2 separate regions of the Triticum aestivum genome follow, and region 1 is linked to region 2. The links are chromatin contacts, called in public HiCAR-type maps. All regions are on one chromosome and are shown on one strand. The core of a region is the stretch at or near the end of the contact, and the rest is flanking DNA. Distances in the headings are between cores, read along the strand shown.

Region 1 (3,440 bases), core at 885-3,384, 140 kb before region 2:
ACTGCGAGTAGGAGTCACGTTGCATGATTCCTGCTAACAAAGAGTAACAGCGAGCATATTCTGGTGACTTGCCTGTTGGGTGAGCCGAAGAATCGCTGGCCGCACTCACTGCACCGTGGGGTCGGGCATGTCGGCGGATCGTACTGGACCAGTTCCGACGCATGGTAACCGTGGCGCATGAGACCGGAACAGAGCAGCATGGATGCGCGGTAAACACTATAGTTTAACCATCGCAAAGGAAAAGAAAAAGTTTAACCATCGCAAGTCATAAGTGACATGTGCTAAGTAGACTATCACTAGCTAGAACTACTAGACGATAGATAGTACAACCTGAGCTCACAACACCTCGTTGCTAACGACAAGGGTTAAACTACACGACCAAGACAAGAGAATTAGAGAAATGAATCTTCTCATCTCAACTTGGCTCCTCTACGGTTGTATCTCGCCCATGACTCGGCCACGACCTCCGGCACCACCTTCCTCTCGGCCAGGGAGGACATCACCTTCGCCCTCGTCACCTTCTTCACCAGAAGCCGCCACGTCTTGTCCGCCTTCCCCGTCTGCGCCTTGGCCTTGAAATGGCTGCAAAAATCAGCCAACCACGGTGAAACGTTAGATCTCACTTCGTCACCAGACGTAAAAAAACAGCTATTAGGCATGCGTCAGATCCGTCATGTGCGTTTGCATGGCGCTCTATTGGCGGCGTTGCCATGGCCGTCCAAGTCGCTTTCATGCAAGAGGACGAAAGCTAGCACGTACGTCCAATTTCCTTGTATATTGTGATGAAGTACGAACCGATTTCCTTTCCCGGAAAGGGCGCCGGGCACCGATCTCGCCAGCCTGGTTCTTGGCTGCCGATCTACCGTGCGTTTGCCGAAAGCGCCAACGTTTGATGGAAAGTGTGTTTTTTCAAAATGCGTTTTCTCACCTGCACAGCGGCACGCGGCAGGCCCGGTCCGGCCGGTCGCAGACGGAGGCGTGGAGCCGGAACAGCTGCAGCATGCGCTTGCACCGCGCGCACCCGCCGGGCGCCATCTTTTTCGGGCACGTCGCGAAGTGCCGCATCAGGACCTGAAGGCCCCGGCACGTGCACCCCGCCCTCGCGCACGGCGCGTCCGCGTCCGCGCAGGCGGCCTTGGCGCCGGACTCGCCGGGGAAGATGTGCTCGAGGGAGGCCATGGCCTCGCCGAGCTGCCGGCACGCCTCCTGCGCGGCCCTCTCGCGCGCCCAACGCTCGCTCCGCTGGTCGGCGTCCTCCAGGAGCGTGAGGAGCTCGAGCTCGAGCGCGGCGTCGTGGCGCCGCGCGAAGCGCCAACCGTCGGACTGCTCCACGGCCGCGAACTCCTTGGCCGCGAGGCGCGCGCACCGCATGTACAGCCGCGGCGCGTCGCAGAGCCTCGCCAGCTTCAGCATGTCCACGGCGCGCTCCGGCGTGAGGCGCGCCGACACGGCCGCCTCCGCCGCCCGCTTCAGCCACCCCACCCGGTACGCGTGCGCCAGCGCCAGCAGCTGCGCCCAGTTGGCGCCCACCGCCTCCTCCTCCGCGGGCACCACCCTGGACTTGGGGGAGTAGAGGAAGTGGATGAAGGCGTGGACGGCGTCGAAGGAGACGCCGAGGACGGGGATGGTGCACTCGGCGCCCCACCCGCGCTGCGCCCTGTCGATCATCCGCTCCAGCACCGGCGACGCCGAGGCCTGCATACCGCCGCCCGATTTGGAATTAGCCAACGATTCAACAACAACGCACAAGGCAAGATCCGCCGCATAAATCAAACAAGCGGCAGAGTGGCTTACAAGAACGTAGGAATGCGCAGCGATGCTCTGCCCGTCCGACGTCACGACCCGCATGTCCGCCGGCGAGGCCCGGTAGGAGTCGAAGCCCGCGCAGATCGTCATTTTTGATCGCTTCCAAAGTCCAGCTAGCTAGCCCCCTCGTGAAGCCTCCGACTTCTCCTGGTGTCAACAAGGGCAACGGAACGCGTAGCAGAGCACCAAAGCACCGAGAAACCCAAGAAACGGAGCAGATGGATCTCGGGGCGATGTGGAAAGAGAATGAGAGGAAGTCTCGAGCTCAGCGACAGCTATATAGTGTCGTGGACAAAGGTAGCCGACGACGACGTGTAGCACAGTGCGTGCACAGCTATCGTCAACTGACGGCAACGGGAACAACGGGACGGGATAATCATTGGGAGCGGGCCGCGTTATTTTGGACGGAAATAATTAGCTAATCGCCCCCGTTGATGCGTCGAGGCTGATGAGGATTTGACTCCAAGAGGAGGATCTGAGTCAGCGAGGCGATCTCAGGGGACGCCGACGGAGGGAAACCACCGGCGGTGGTTGAGCCAGGCTGCTGAGCCGACGACCGCGATCGGGCCACGTAGGCGCTTCGTGCGCCACCAGTTTGGGTGCGGAAAGGGAACGGAGCTGTTGGGTGTTTGGCGGCGTTTTGTTACTTTTCGGGTGCAGAGTTCATTTTTTAAAATGGTTTTGGGTGTGGAGTTGATGACACGGATCCACGTTTTGTTTCTTCATATTTAATTTGTTTATAAGGATTCATTCATACCAAACGCGGTATTGGTCGGAATTCGGAAGTTCTTAATTATTATTGCCAACTTTCTTGGAGATGGAACTTTATCTTCATACTACATACGCAGACGTGATTGTGCAATGTTTTCTTATCTTGGCCACATGCTAATGCGTTTAAATACTATACTTGTATAGTGTTGGTATATTATGGCCTAGTGTAACTTTTGTGATGTTAATAATACTGGGGCCCAGCTTTTCTTTGGTACTCCTCCATACGGCAATAGCTGGCGAACATTCCCGGGGAAGGCACCTCCGGAGCGAAGGAAACGTTAGTTGGGGAAAGCTCCATCCGGCGAACCGGCGTCCCTATGTCGTATGTTATAGTGTTGGTATATTATGGCCTAGTGTAACTTTTGTGATGTTAGTAATATTGGGTCCAACTTTTCTTTGGTACTCCATACGGCAATAGCTGGCGAACATTCCCAGGGAAGGCACCTCCGGAGTGAACAAAATGTTAGTTGGGGAAGGTTCCATCCAGCGAACCGGCGTCCCTCTATAGTATGTTCGTTGTAGTGCGATTGCAGCGTGACCATAGGTTGGCCCATGTAACGCGCATGAAAAGAAAAAGATAGGCTCAATTAGCTAACTTTTTTGAAAAAAAATTGCCATCAACAAAACAATCTGACATAAAACTAAGAGAAGCATAAATTTACAACTGGCATGGTCTAAACATATAAGAACAAATGACATGCTATACTCTATAAAACTACCATCCTCTGATTTAAAATTTTATCATGGTATATTCAATGAATGTGCCAAGGTATCAACGATAATAAAATTATCATGCTCTAATTTAGGACATGTATATAACGTTAATATTAGGAAAATTTGCCAAGTTCGGGTAATTGCATATT
Region 2 (3,280 bases), core at 85-2,584:
AAAATCCGTGTTTGCGTGAATGTCGTCTGTTTTATATGAAATACGCCGAGTTTGCACGAATTTCGTCCTCGTTGGTTTAAATAGTTGTTGAAATATATGTGGGCGGCGTTTGATGGCGGCCTCCGGCATTAGTGCATGTGGACTGGTCACCTCATCGGTGGACGCGTGCCGGAGCAAATTTGCGCGTCAACATTGAAGATACCCTTATGTGGTTTTCAAACATCGTATGCATCGCGATGTACTAGTATTTTGTTAAACAGTCTTGCCAAAGCATCGTACTACTTGATAGTAACTTTCCCGACGAAGCCAACTTAGGAAGTTTATGGTCTTTGTGGTGAAACCAACGATATAAGTACTGGACTTGGCAGGTTGGCATTAATGGTCGTATTTTTGTGAATTTATTACAAACCTTTTGGTGATGTGCGCTCAATGAGAAGAGACGTTTCTGTCGACTACGAATACGTCTATTGCGACTTCGTAAATCTTAAAATGATATGTCGGCTCGGTCTTTCAAAGTTGCTCGTAGGGATAGGGTTGTGCGTCCATGCGTTTATAGAGATGCGTGTATGTGCGTATTAGGAGCGTCTACATCTATACTATTTTAAAAAAGGTTTTCCCGGCAAAGAAAACTTGATAGCTACTAGCCCATAGCGTTGGTGGTACAGATCGATAGGCGTGGTAGGATATCAGTCTCTGTCGATACCACGATAAGCGAATCAAATCACAAGATCACATGGCGGAGAACCGGAGTACGGACGAAGATAATCAAGCCACCCACCACCCGGAGGGACCCACGCCCGCCATTGTCACGCCCGAACGTCGACCGGCCGGGCACAAGAAGAAGTGGCGTCATGAGCGCGAGCACGCACCCTCGGTAGCAGAAGCAATACAGGCCGTCCTGGTCGCGGCGCCTAACACGAGAGATCGAGACGGCGCGCAAGTTGCACCGGTCGCCGTCCGATCGATCCGTGCGGCGATTGGTCGTCGCCGGCCTCGAAACCGACGGGCATTCGGAGCACCGTCCACGTCGCTTTCAGGGGCTTTGGATCTCGGCGCGACGAATAGGACATGATGGTCGCCGGCACCGTGCGTTCCTGCAGTGATAGTATTTTCTTCTGCCTGATTTTTACCGGCCAGGTCTGTTCATTTGTGCGTGCGTAGAGATCACAGATCTGTGATGTGCTCTTTTGATTTGTCGTGAGATTCACGAGAGAGAGCGCCGGATGTCGACGAAATGGCCGTACTATAGCTACGACTTGGTAGGCCACTGCTGGTCGTCACATGGTGGTGCAGGTGCGTGCGTGGCCCGGGCGGGACTCGGGGAGGCAGGCGTGCATGGGCCCAGATGGTACGGGAGGCAGTTGGCGTCGAGAGGAGCTAGCTATAGCTATAGGTGTGCAACATATATAATCGTCGCCTGTCTCAAAAAAAATAAAATAATCGTCGCCATGTTACTGGAACTGGACTCCAGCTGGAGCAATGGTGTCCATGCAGCATAGGCATATTCCCCATCTCTCTCTGCTCACTGTTTATGTACATTGCCTATCTTGTTGGGAAAAGTCAGCTATATCTGGCAAGCCTCACAGGTCTGGGGCGTCAACATATGATCTACGTACAGCGAAAGTTACGCCTGAAACGAACCCCGTAACTGCAAAGCAGAACGACGCTTACCGTAGAAAAGGACGTTTAATCTTGCAGTCCGGTATATACATAGTACATTCATTCATGTTTGGCGACTGCACGCATGGGCCAGGAGGTGAGCAAAAAGAGCAGTGTGGTGCCACCCTTTCCGTGTGGTCCGGTCCGTGGACGGCAGATCACCGCTGGCCGTGCGCCCTCTACTCAGTGGGGTCGGAACTGGCACGCCGAATGATTCGACGGAACGTGCCTGTTCGCTCGGACGTATGGACGGCCCCTGCCACGCTCATCACATGGGAGTAAACTAGCACAAGTGCTACAGCCTTCGTCGTCTCGTGTGATGTGAAACACACGGCGCGTTATTTTTCCGTTTCAAAATTGCACGTGGTTGGGTGGGTCGCCCAACTGAAAGCGTTGCGCGCACGAGATGTTAAACTATTTTTACGAGTCCATTTTTCATAATACTTTAGACCCCGTGTCGTAGGAGTTGGAATTTGAATACATGCCTACTGGCCCGTTTGCCGGAATTAGACCACTACTCAGCCAGCTCGGCGGACTCCGGGCCGTTGAAATGCTTGAGGACGGAAGCAATTCGCAAAACAAACCAACACCTGCAATGCCTCGTCTTGCAGGCGGTATGGAAGACGGTGAACTTGAGGCTCGGCCTCCATCCCGATCGTTACCATATCCTGCGTCTGCGTGGAGCATCAACCAAATGGTGGGACGATCTCCTCGCGTCCCACGATTTGGCACATTTGGAAGAAAATGAACCGATGCGTTTTCAATGCTTCAGGGCAGGCAAACCTACAGGGTGGTCTCCGACCAGGCAGTTGCAGTCTTTGTGGCAAACTAGCTCATCTACATTCATGCCCTTTTATGAGTGCTGCCTTTTCTATGAGGGTGGGTGCAACCCATTCAACGCACGCTTGTAAATATCTTGACCTACTTCATTTTTCTCTACTTGAGGGGTGGTGCTCCTGCCAATTACTCGGGAAAAAGATTGCAAGAATTTTTTTTACATGAAGATTGCAAGAGTTTTTATGCTTCAAAGTGTTTTCTTTCTTTCTTTTTCAGAGCACAAAGTTCAGGATATGCACTTGTGGGCCAGAAGCCACTCGACTAACCACCAGTAAACTAAAGTAGTAATCTATACGCTCTTATATTTATTTACGGCGGGAGTACATGCAGTCTAGCAAGCCCAGCATCCTTCGTGTGTGGCAGATGATATCAACAAACCCATTGAGTAACGAGAGTTCCTCTTCGGCGCCTTGTGCACCTGTTGGTGCTGTTGGAGCTCGCATGCGAAGCGTAGCGGGCCGGCCCAGCAAAACCGTGAAGCTGGTCGCTCGTTCCACTCCCTTGCTCGTATTATCTAAGAAAAACTTGCTCGCTCATTCCAGTCGCTCGCTCGGGAGATCTCACCCAGTTGACTCGTTGGCACTCGAAGTTTGGAAAAAACTTAATAAAGTAAAGAAAAATTAATTTTAAAAGAGTTCCAAAAAATGAACAAAAAACAATTTGAAAAAGTTCAACAATTTTGAAAAAAGTTAATCAATTTCAAAAAAGTTCATCCATTTTAAAAATAAAAAATTGAAAAAAGTTCATCATCTTTGAAAAAAGATCATGCATTTTGAAATAAAAA

What was found. HiCAR-type assays count read pairs that join an accessible place to other places.
Region 1: a HiCAR-type map of leaf shows a contact between it and region 2, with 5 times the contacts expected there. The contact joins the promoter of LOC123053669 here to the enhancer-like site in region 2. A contact is called at or near these places in 5 of 5 Hi-C or Micro-C datasets (leaf, root and an unstated tissue) and 1 of 1 datasets of contacts at active chromatin or transcription factors (leaf).

What each region holds. Positions count from the first base shown.
Region 1 is chr2D:436,013,366-436,016,805 of IWGSC CS RefSeq v2.1, reverse strand. It overlaps LOC123053669 (BTB/POZ and TAZ domain-containing protein 2), which reads right to left and starts at 2,134. Exons shown (of 2, transcript XM_044477187.1): 1 at 929-2,134; 2 at 211-582. The coding sequence starts at 1,896. The coding sequence ends at 411.
Region 2 is chr2D:435,872,300-435,875,579 of IWGSC CS RefSeq v2.1, reverse strand. No RefSeq gene overlaps it. Among protein-coding and RNA genes, the nearest start is that of LOC123053668, 53 kb to the right of the region's middle. Within about 2 kb of position 1,334, at least 7 of the 8 cell types and tissues checked have an H3K27ac peak or open chromatin away from gene starts, as enhancers often do. A contact at or near this core is called in leaf and root, where this site is marked.